Linked DNA regions of Mus musculus: regions 1 and 3 are each linked to region 2. A link is a contact called in public HiChIP or PLAC-seq and promoter capture Hi-C data. All regions are on one chromosome and are shown on one strand. The core of a region is the stretch at or near the end of the contact, and the rest is flanking DNA. Distances in the headings are between cores, read along the strand shown.

Region 1 (3,820 bases), core at 1,283-3,782, 330 kb before region 2:
CAAGATAGCCATTTTTACTATATTGATCCTGCCAATCCATGAGCATGGGAGATCTTTCCATCTTCTGAGATCTTCTTTAATTTCTTTTTTCAGAGTCTTAAAGTTCTTATCATACAGATCTTTCACTTCCTTAGAGTCACGCTAAGGTATTTTATATTATTTGTGACTATTGAGAAGGATGTTGTTTCCCTAATTTCTTTCTCAGCCTGTTTATCCTTTGTGTAGAGAAAGGCCATTGACTTGTTTGAGTTAATTTTATATCCAGCTACTTCACTGAAGCTGTTTATCAGGTTTAGGAGTTCTCTGGTGGAATTTTTAGGGTCACTTATATATACTATCATATCATCTGTAAAAAGTGATATTTTGACTTCTTCCTTTCCAATTTGTATCCCCTTGATTTCCTTTTGTTGTTGAATTGCTCTGGCTAGGACTTCAAGTACAATGTTGAATAGGTAGGGAGAAAGTGGGCAGCCTTGTCTAGTCACTGATTTTAGTGGGAATGCTTCTAGCTTCTCACTATTTACTTTGATGTTGGCTACTGATTTGCTGTAGATTGCTTTCATCATGTTTAGGTATGGGTCTTGAATTCCTGATCTTTCCAAGACTTTTATCATGAATGGGTGTTGGATTTTGTCAAATGCTTTCTCCACATCTAACGAGATGATCATGTGGTTTTTGTCTTTGTGTTGTTTATATAGTGGATTACGTTGATGGATTTCCGTATATTAAACCATCCCTGCATCCCTGGAATGAAACCTACTTGGTCAGGATGGATGATTGTTTTGATGTGTTCTTGGATATTGCCTCATTGTGTAAGAGAAATCAAAAGGATGGGATGAACTACAGTTTTAACTACAAAGGAACAGAAAATAAAGTGGGTCAGACAAATGTAGACAAGACTGTCTATGGAGAGACCTAAAGTGTGAGAAATGGGGGTGGGTGGGAGGGATTGGACAGTTGAGTGCCCAGAATTAGAGAAAGTACACAGAAAGTAAGCCAATCCAAGAGATAAGATAACTTTGGGGTATGGCCACTTGCAGTAAGTTGACCCCAGAGAGAGAAGGAGAACGTAGACAGGTGGTAGAATGGAACTATGAGTCAGAACATAACAAAGAGGCCAGGCTGTCCTAGGTTGCTTTCTATTGCAGTGATGAACACCACCAGTAAAAGCAACGTGGGGAGAAAAGGGTTCATTTCAGACAGCTCACAGTTCATCACGAACTCAAGGCAGGGCAGCAACTCAAGGCAGGGACTAGAGGCAGAACCTGAAGTGGAGGCCATGGAGAAACCCTGCTCTCTGGCTTGTTCCCTCTGGGTCACTCAGTTTGTTTTTTATACAACCCAGGTCCACCTTCCCAAGGTTGGCACCACCCATAGTGGGCTGGGTCCTCCCACATTAATCATTCATCAAGAAAATGTCCCCACACTTGCCTCCAGGCCAATCTTATAGAGGTATTCTCTCAGCATCTGTTCCCTCTTTCCATGTGACCCTAGCTTGTGTCCCGTTTACAAACAAAACAAAATAAAGTACAAAAACAAACAACCTACCAAGAAAAAAAAAAAGTAATCAAAACCTAACTAACAAGCACATGGGTGTAAGGGGATATAGCTGCCCAGAGGGAAGCCACCTATGCCTGTGGATCTTGGCTTACAGTGTTGAGTTTTGGTCAGGGAATAAAAGTTTAAGGTATAGCTGTGATTTTTAAATAGGAGGATAAAGTACCATAAGACAGAAAGAGATATGGCCAGGAAAGCAAAGTGAAGGGGAGGTTGCTAAAAAGCAAAGTGGTCCTCCACCTGGAGTACTGAGAGCTGTGTACTCTCCCAGTCCATTTCCTGGCCCAGACCCCTTATTCCTAGCCAATGGTCATCTCCAGTCCTTTCCTCCCAACACTTCCTCAGCGTTCTAGCCACACCAGCCTCCCTCAAATGTTCCAAAGACAAATCCCTTGGACTGATGGTCACTTGGACTCTGCCACCCTCAACCCCCATCACCCTCCATCTTTATTCCTGTTCTCCATCTCTTAAACTCTCAGCTGAAATAAAAATTAGATTTCACCTGTTTCCTTCATTCACATCCTGATAGAGGTTGGAGGAGACGAGGGAGATACAAATGGGGTCTGTGCAAAGGATGGGAAGTAACCTATCCGAAGAGCTCCAGCAGGACAGACAGTTTTGTGTGCATACATGCTTGCATGGTTATATATAAACTACTTAAGGTGGATTGAAGGCGATGTAAGAAGGTTCACAGAACGTAGAGCATTTTCACAAGTTTTGTATCAGAGATATACTTTGAAGAGGAAAAACTGTTTTAAGGTTCTTTTGTTATCCTAGAGCAGAGACTATATAAATACATACTCCACTTAAATGGTGAAAGCTCTAACAGAATGTGGCTCCAACGCTTTTTGCAGGCAGCAATAAATACAAATTTTAACTTGTAAGCCGTCTGGAAAAAGAGCAGTATAACTACCCATAAATCTCCGCGTGGCGCGACGCACCCTGGGAAGTGTAGTCGCATCTGGGGTGGGGGTGGGTGGTTGGAAATCACTTTCCAGAGACACGGCCTCCTCGGCATGGCGGTGCCCGTTCGGAGCGAGTTCGTTTACTCTGTGCTGTGGCCGGGGCGGGGGTCTGGGCTATAGGCAGTAAGTGGGGCTGGGGAACTGGGCGCAGGGAGGGACGAGGGCAGCGTAGGGACGACGCCGGCGGCCTGGGGAGAGACGCCGGGCCTCTGCTGGCAGCGCGTCAGGGGTCGGGCCGCGGGGACGCGCGCCTGGTCGCGCTCCTGGGCGCTGGGCGGCTTGGTGGGCGGCAAGGCCTCTGGAGCGGCGTGACGGGAAGCCAGCCCGCGAGCTAGCTCGAGGCCTGCCTCGCGAGTTCCATTTCTTGAGCTTTTGTTCAGAGGACTGTGTTGGGAAGGAAGAAAACTGCATTTTGGCCATTCCTATCACTTAAGAGAGTGTTCTCAGCGTTTTACCCCAAATGTCCCTTCCCCACACAAGAAACAGAACAGATTCCCGCAGGTCCCCACTTCTGCAGTTGGATTCCTGGGTATGTTTTGGAAGGCCATTGGACTCCATGGCTCTAATGACCAGAGTTTTTCTTCCTCAAGGTACTTACTCCTGGCTCTCTAGTTTAGGGCCAAAGTGCTGAAACTACTGTCAAGATTAATGTGATAGGGTTAAGTCACTGAAACGCTGTGATCTGGTACTGTGTATGAAGGGATGGGGGAAGCTGAGATTTCATAATTGATGAAGGCTCCTCCCCTTCTCTCCCCCCCCCCCTCATTTAGTGATGTGGAATCCAAGAATAGTTATCGGTTCTTGTGGGTCAAGCCCTTTGTACTCAGTAACCTTTCTTTTGTCATGTGACTGGTTTAATTTACCTATGAAAAATACGCAGCCCCATTTTACATAGAAGTAAATGTTAGCTAAAATAACTTGTCCAGGATCACACAGGTTAATCAGGACCCCGTGTAGGTAGGAAAGACAAGTCAGGTCTCGCTTTCTCCAAAACACAAACTACTGTGTTTTCTGAAGAACGATTTAACAAAACAGCTACGCTCGAATAATAAGAGAAAATTGGGGGTGGAGGTACATTTAAAGAATGGAAACATTTATGTAACATATTTTCTTTAAAGGATAGCGTTTAGTTCCACCATGTTTGGGAACCTATTTGAAGAGGATTATTCCAGTGTGTCAAGTAGTCAGTATGGAAGAGGGAAGAAATTAAAGACTAAAGGTTTGGAGCCGCCTGCCCCTAGAGAATTCACCAATTTAAGTGGAATCAGAAATCAGGGTGGAACCTGTTACCTCAGCTC
Region 2 (3,781 bases), core at 759-3,258:
TTTCTTTTTTTCTTTCTGATTCTTCTCTTATACAATACATCCCAACTGCCGTCTCTCTTCCTTTCATTCCTCCCAACCATCCCCCACCTCCCCTCTCTCCCAGGTCGACTCTACCTCCATTTCCCTTCAGAAAACAGCATCCATCTTTTCTACACAGATCTCCTGCCCTTCAGAAAACCTGTCTCCACTCTCACCAGCGAGGAATGGGGTCCTATGAATGTCCCTGTTCCTCCCAACATCAAAATTACCAGAGGTAGTAGTCAGCATTTCTCCTGATAAGCAAAAGAGGAGTTGGACATCACTTCCTGGTACCCATGGGGCAGGTGAATATCTTTCCTCATGTATATGGTCTATTTCCTACCTAATGTCTGAGAGCAGCCTGATTTATAGCCTCCCCCCCATTCAGAGACCAGGGTAAAGGAGCTGGGGGGAAGGCTTAACTGAAAATGTGCCTGCCATGCGAACATGGGAACCTGAGTTTGGAGCTTCTGCATCCAGGAAAAACTGGGCTTGGTGGCAGGTGTCCCGAACTCCAGCACTGGGAGTGGAAGTGGGGTAGGGATGGAATGAAGATTTGACCTTAAAATGCATCAGCTGGCCAGCCAATGTAAATCTAGATGAGCTCCAGGTTCCGTGAGTCTAGATGCTATCTCAGAAGACAAAGTAGAGGACCAGTAAGATGGCTCTCTTACAGCCCAGGCCTGGGGGCTGGAGTGTGGTCCTGGAACTCAAGTGACAGAAGGAGAGAACTGACTCCTGCAAGTCTACCTTCATACCTGTGCTGTTACATGCTCATGAGTGGCTGCATGCGTACGATGAAACAAACAAACAAACAAACAAATAAATACAATGTAATAAAAAGGATAAGATGAGAGCAGCTGACATTGGCCTCTGGCCTTCACATGCAAGTATGCGTACATGCGTATATACATATATTCATATATAAGTACCAAACACAGGAGCACACTCAGCACTCCCCTTCCACACACAATAGGCGTAAGCCAGATGTGTTGGCTCAAGCCTATAATCCTAGCACTTTGGAGGCTAAGGCAGGAAATGGTGAGCTGGAGGCCAACATCCCCAAATCAACGACATACATTTACAGCAGGCATTGTTGGTGTTTTTGGAGATTCTGCTCTCTGACCCCTAGACCATGTTGTCCTCTTTCTTCCTTCCTTCCTTCCTTCCTTCCTTTCTTTCTTTCTTTCTTTCTTTCTTTCTTTTTCTTTCTTTTTTTTCTTGGTTTTTCGAGACAGGTTTCTCTGTATAGAGAAACCTGTGTAGCCCTGGCTGTCCTGGAACTCACTCTGTAGACCAGGCTGGCCTCAAACTCAGAAATCCGCCTGCCTCTGCCTCCCAAGTGCTGGGATTAAAGGTGTGCGCCACCACACCCTGGCTACAAGTTCTCACTTTTAACAATGCCATAACATAAAGATCTAGGTCCCTTCCCTTATTTGATTTTAAATTTACTGAAGGCACTAAAAAAAAAATAGCTAGATCTATGCTTCATTTGGCCCTCATCTCCTGCCCCGCCGTGAGCAGCTGTGGAGGAGGGGCACCACCATTTTGCAGTCCCAGGGATTAAGTGTCTGAAGAACCTCATGTTTTCCTTGCCTTTCCATTTCTGAGGAGAAATGATGGGAATGGCCCTGCTCACCTCCTCCTCCAACACCAGGCAATTTGTCTGATGGGTGAAACTGTCTGAAGTCAGGAGCTGATGCCAGGAAATGCCTTCACAAAAGGGCATGGAGTCTATCCTCACCATCCACCGCGATGTTTATATTAGACTAGCCAACGTGAGGAGGCGGTGCGTCTGTCTGCCTTCAGAGTCCCTCCTATAGCAATTGCATCTTTCCAAATCCAAACCCCTTACCTGAGGTCGTGGGCGAAGGCCTGGGGAGAGCTGTTGGTCAAACAACCTCTGCAGAGACTCCAGGGATGGCAGAGTCCTGATGACTTCCCTGGGAGCAGAGGTTCAAGGTAAAGTTCAACAACTAGTGGGAACTAGAAACACTCCAGGCAATTCAGGTCCTAACAGCAGATAGGCCACACCCCAGTGGTGAATCCTGTAACCCTTCCCTGAAGGACAAGCCCCGGCAAAGATCAGTTGGCCCGTCATCCTGGCCCAGACCCCGACCCTTTTCAATCTGTATCCTTTTCAATCTGTATCTGAGCATAATCCATTTAGCACTGTGTAGCCTATAGAATCTGTTTTCAATCTGGAAACGCAAACTGCTATAAAATTACTAAGGAGCATGCTTCTTAACCTTCAGTGTTTGTAGGACACACACAAATGCAAATGCATGGGTTTCACCAAGATTTGGTCTGGAGAGCTAAATATTTTATTTATTTACTTATTTATTTGTGTGTGTGTGTGTGTGGTGTGTGTGTGTGTGTGTGTGTGTGTGTGTGGTGTGGATGTATGTGTGTGCACATGCAGGTAGGGGTTTGAGGTTGACATTAGGTGCCTTTCTCCATCACACTTTATGTTATGGAGGTAGGGTTTCTTGATGAACCCAGAGCTGGCCAGTTCAGCTAGTCTGTCCAGCCCAGATCACTTCTGAGATTCTAAGTCTCCAGGGATTCCCTGTCTTTGCTTCCAGCAAGCATGCTAGTATCATAGGCAAGCCACCATGTCCAGCCAGCCTTTATATTGGGGATCTGAACCCTGGTCCTTAGGCTTGTGCAGCTAGAATTTTGCCCACTGAGCCATCCCCCCAGCCTCCTGGAAAGCACATTGAAAACATGCAACAATGAATAACACTAAATGTTACTCATTAGCAGTATATAGTATATATATATATACACACACACATATATACACATATGTATAATAATGATAAAGAATACAAGATAAGAATTTGAGTGGGTAGAGGGGATTTGGGAGGAGTTGGGGGGGAGTATTGGCCGTGTGGTGATTTAAATACAGTAGTCACATAGGAAATTCTTTTTAAAATGATAAAGGAAGCTGGAAGTGATGGCTGATGCCTTTAAATCCCAGCACTCAGGAGGCAGAGGCAGAGAGGCAGAGAGGGGCAGAGAGAGAGGCAGAGAGGGGAAGAGAGAGGGGCAGAGAGGGGCAGAGAGGGGCAGAGAGAGGCAGAGAGAGGCAGCGAGGGGCAGAGAGAGAGAGAGAGGCAGAGAGAGAGAGAGAGAGAGGCAGAGAGAGGCAGAGAGAGAGAGAGGCAGAGAGGCAGAGAGGCAGAGGATCTCCGAGTTCCAGGACAGCCAGGACCACACAGAGAAACCCTGTCTTGGGGGTAGGGGAAAGATAAAATAAAACAATAATCCAAATTTGGGGTGCTGGGTGGGGTTCCCTGTGTTCAGATTCAGCTCTCCTGGCAGCTAAAGAGTGTCAAGCCTATTGATAGTTTCAGAACTAGTTTTTATGGATTCTCTATTTCTCTTTCTGTTATTGTCAGAAAGCCTTTAAAGCATAGTGGGGAATTTTAAGTTTGGGTTTTCATTCATATACATATATGAATATATATCCCTAAAACAAAACAAAACAAAACAAAAAACAAAACTGTCCTTGTTTTTACATATTTAACATTGTAAAGTTTTCAAAATAAGCTGCCAAGAGATCTTCCCAAATCAATGTCTAGAAGTTTGGGTTACTCTGAGATCTTTGCTATTATAAATAGTGTTCTGAACACAGTTGTTCCTATAGTCTTTCCTTTCTTATTTCCAATTATAAAACTGGGAGAGTCATGATTGAGGCTTTATTCCAACATTAACATGTCTGGTGACAGCACTGGTGGCCAGGCTGCCTGTGCTGCTG
Region 3 (3,885 bases), core at 1,086-3,585, 460 kb after region 2:
AGGGCATTAAAAGACCCTACTCTTTACAACAGCTCATAGTTATAAACAATTAAACCACCCAGCAAATGTTGATAAAGACACTTGAACAAAGTAGAAGAGTGAGCCTGAGCTGGCCCTTTAGGCTATCTTGCACTAGTTACTTAACCTTGAAAAGCCTCATTTTCCTTAACTATCAGAAAACATGCCAAGATCTCTTTTGCAGAGTTATTAGGAAGAAGCTAGTGGGAAATAGAGAGGAATATAATACATGCAATAGGGACTTGGGGGACAGCTAGAAGAAAAAAAGCGAGCTAGAGAGGGACCACAGCGAGTCCAGTGGGGGCAGGGAAGAAGGAGAACAAAGTAATGGCCTGAGTATGAAGGTGTCCTAATAGAACCTGCTACTTTCTATGCTAACCTAAAAAGTTAGGAAACAAATCCACAGGGATGCCTCTGGGTGGCTGCAGTGGCTAGACTAAGAATGACCACCATAGGCTCATATATTTGAATGCTTAGTCACCAGGGAGCAGAACTGCTAGGAAGGATTAGGAGGTGTGTGGCCTTGTTAGTTAAATAAATAAGTAAAAAAGAAAAAGAAAAAACTTGTCATAAGAGTTGCCCGGCCGGGCAGTGGTGACACACACCTTTAATCCCAGCACTCGGGAGGCAGAGGCAGGCGGATTTCTCTGAGTTCAAGGCCAGCCTGGTCTACAGAGTGAGTTCCAGGACAGCCAGGGCTACACAGAGAAACCCTGTCTCAGACCCCACCCCCACCCCCCAAAAACAACAACAACAAAAAAACAGTTGCCTGGTCATGGCATCTCTTCAACAGCAACAGAACAGTGACGACGACAGTGGCCAACATAACCATCCTTATTCAAGACAGGCAACCTAAAAACTATCTTCTTAGGATGCAGTTTGATTTGTTCCAATAGGAGAAGAAGGGAGGAAGGGCTGCAGGTATGAAGCTAGGTATTGCAGGGCCTATGACAGGAGACCAATGGATCTCTATCCTGCTGGACTCTGCTAATAAGCAAGGTGGAGAAGACATCAGGTCTTTTCTCAAGAAGCAGAGCTCACTCAGCCACCATGAAAACCTAAGGAAGAGCTGGCTGTACAACTGGAATCCCCATCCCAGTACTTCCTGAGTCTGCACCTCTGAACTCACTGTATTGAAAACCTGCAGCTTCACCACCTATCAGTGAGTCCACTTTCCCTTCACAGCTCATGCTCAGCATTTTACACAGTACCTCTAAGTATTGCAGAGCGTGATGTGGTCCTTCCGGTCCTAACCACTACAGAGGTGAGATCGATGGCTCAGACTGGAGGACTTTTGTACTGTCAAACAGCTGGTGGGCTTAAAACTAAAAATGTAGGCCTTTGAATGATAAACCAGATTTGATCACTACAAACCATAGAGAGGAGGGAGCACTGCAATCTACCCAGGGATACAATTCTTGTGAAACACTAACTTAAGTGGGGCTAGATGAAAACGAAAATTACTTTTAAATGCTAAAAGATTTAATCGTTAGGAGGGGAATGTTCTCACCCCCCCATCCCCCACCCCAACACATATTTCTTCTCTGTACTTCCCAACTGTTCGCTGCGGGAATTGGAGATGAATGCAGGGGTGGGCAGCCACTAAGAGTTGAAAGACAGGGACGGGGTGGGGGATGAAGGGAGGGTGGTGGTCGGGGAGGAAGCAGGAAGAATCTCAGATGAAAAGCATTCCGTACTCGAGAGGCCACAGTACTCAGCGCGGCTGCCCCATTACCTCATCGCAGCTGCCCAACTCTACGACACGGGCTCTGTTACCGTCCCCGCTTGCAGAAGACAAAATCGAGGCTCGGAAGGGAGAGGTGACCTTCCCAGGACGCCGAGCGAGTGCGGGAGGGAAGCCGCGTTCAGAGAGAAGGCAGCAAGGCTGCGGAAACACCCGAAGCGCTGAGGTCCCGCCCCTCCACGCCGCCGGCAGCCCGCACCCACCAGGGCGGGGCGTCCGAAAATCTCCTTCCGGGCGGCGCGGCCTCCCCTCCCCCGGCCCGTGCCGCGCCGGGGTCCAGCGGCTCAGGGGTCCCGGCGACCTCGGCCGCGCTCTCCCGGCCCCGTCGGGCCCGCGGGCGCAGGAAGGCTCGGGCTGCGGCGGCCCGGGAGCGAGCGGCTCGGCTGAGGGCGCGCCCGGCCCCGGCGGGAGCGGTCCCGGGGGACGGTTGGGGGAAGGGGCCCCGGGGTCGGCCACGCGCCACTCACGCGTCGAACTTGTTGTTCATCCTCTTGCCGCCGCTGTCGCCACTGCCTCACGGAGTGACTTCCGCTCTACCGGGTCCCATCGCTAAGGGCCCGGCTACTTCCGGTTGGCTGGCGAGGCGCTCAGCGGAACGTCAGTGCTCAGGCCTTGGGCGGGGCCTCTTTCCCGGACGGGTGGCCCGGGACGACAGCGCTTGTTCCGACCGGGGCTGTCTTGGTGTGGCTGCTTGCACTGAGCATTGTCTACGCAGGCTGCCGGCCATCCACTTTAACCTCCCCGTGGATTCCAGGGGGAAAATGTCAGGCATAGTAACCTTTAGTAAATGGTATTCTCTGGCAGTTGATCCTTTGCTCTTGGTGTTTGGAGAGGACGAGAGAGCACTACAAACAAACTTGCAATTCTGGCTCTTGGGAAATGGCAGCAGGAAGATCCAGACCTGCCTAACCAACATAGTGAGTTCGAGGACAGCCTGGGATACATTAAGACCTTCCCTATATATTGGGTGAAGTGGGGGGTGGGGGGAGTCGAACCAGGGTGACAAACTTACTGAGGACCGAGATGGTCTCACTCATCATTGCCTCCTCAACTGAAGTCATTGTCCCCACACTCCTAAGGACTGTCCAAAACCACATCACATACACAGGAATAAATTCCCTAGTTGGTGATGTAACTCCAGAGCTATGAGGCACGCATTTTCCTGACCCATCTGCTGAACATATTACATTGTTAGATGTTTATTTTTAATCACCAGAGAGGAGGGGTAGAAATTGATGTTCGTGCCTGTATTTACAGGTGAGGAAAGTGTCCCAGGACTGGCCCGTGGTTGTCCCCTGGTCACTCAGCAAGGTCACGCTTTTTCTCCTCAGGAAGACCTCAGGGGATCATCCTATTGCCTGGCATGTAAGGGAGGCTGAGGAAGCTCTCCTGTCACACCCAGCCCAGTGGCTTTGGGCCTAGCCTTGCAAGTACTCTGGCTTTTGAGAAGAGAGAGGACGAAAGGAATTTGCAGGGCTAGGAGTCTTTCTTACAGTGTCTGAGATTGGATCAGAGATGGAAATTTGAACCCTATAAAGGAGTGTTCTAGAGAGTTCCTCTTACTCTGGACCCCAGCTTGCTCATGTGAAATGTGGGTCAGGTGAACAGGGCCTTTTTTTTTTTTTTCCGAGACACGGTTTCTCTGTGTAGCCCTGGCTGTCCTGGAACTCACTCTGTAGACCAGGCTGGCCTCGAACTCAGAAATTCACCTGCCTCTGCCTCCCAAGTGCTGGGATTAAAGGCGTGTGCCACCACTGCCTGGCTTTGTTTGTTTTTTATTTTATTTTATTTTATTTTATTTTGAACAGTGCCTCTTGACTATCCATACTGTGAAGAATTTCTAACAATGGGGGGGGGGGAGATAGTAAAACTCAAGAAATCCTTTGTGATCAGTGGGGGTGGGAGGAAGTATTACATTAGACGAATGGGACGTACTGCTGAAGGTACACATTTGTGCTGTGGCATCTAGAAGAACCTTGCTAGTTAAAATGGGTTACACTTTTAAAAATTCTAGACCTCATAAAAGCCAAGACTCTGTACTTAGATCCCACACCCCTATCTCCATAAAAAAAAGGCTTTTTTTTTTCTATCTTGTGTATATGGGTGTTCTGTCTGTGCATATG

The links. Promoter capture Hi-C pulls out the DNA fragments that hold promoters and counts their contacts. HiChIP or PLAC-seq counts read pairs in DNA pulled down with a chosen protein or histone mark.
Region 1: a contact with region 2 is called in a promoter capture Hi-C map of embryonic stem cells, with 2.3 times the contacts expected there. The contact joins the promoter of Usp40 here to the enhancer-like site in region 2. A contact is called at or near these places in 2 of 39 promoter capture datasets (embryonic stem cells and pre-B cells), 1 of 115 datasets of contacts at active chromatin or transcription factors (embryonic stem cells) and 1 of 9 other capture datasets (liver).
Region 3: an H3K27ac HiChIP or PLAC-seq map of embryonic stem cells shows a contact between it and region 2, with 9 read pairs. The contact joins the promoter of Eif4e2 here to the enhancer-like site in region 2. A contact is called at or near these places in 2 of 484 Hi-C or Micro-C datasets (both in embryonic stem cells), 8 of 115 datasets of contacts at active chromatin or transcription factors (the 230-238 cell line, effector CD8 T cells, embryonic stem cells and 2 more) and 2 of 9 other capture datasets (adipose tissue and pancreatic islet).

Annotation. Positions count from the first base shown.
Region 1 is chr1:88,007,263-88,011,082 of GRCm38.p6, reverse strand. Usp40 (ubiquitin specific peptidase 40) reads left to right here and starts at 2,532. Exons shown (of 32, transcript NM_001198573.1): 1 at 2,532-2,645; 2 at 3,641-3,820. The coding sequence starts at 3,660.
Region 2 is chr1:87,674,463-87,678,243 of GRCm38.p6, reverse strand. It overlaps Inpp5d (inositol polyphosphate-5-phosphatase D), which reads right to left. Exons shown (of 27, transcript NM_010566.3): 6 at 1,874-1,961. Among named protein-coding and RNA genes, the nearest start is that of Gm33470, 49 kb to the left of the region's middle. Within about 2 kb of position 2,008, at least 14 of the 459 cell types and tissues checked have an H3K27ac peak or open chromatin away from gene starts, as enhancers often do. A contact at or near this core is called in embryonic stem cells, where this site is marked.
Region 3 is chr1:87,212,364-87,216,248 of GRCm38.p6, reverse strand. Eif4e2 (eukaryotic translation initiation factor 4E member 2) reads right to left here and starts at 2,335. Exons shown (of 7, transcript NM_001039170.1): 1 at 2,230-2,335. The coding sequence starts at 2,249.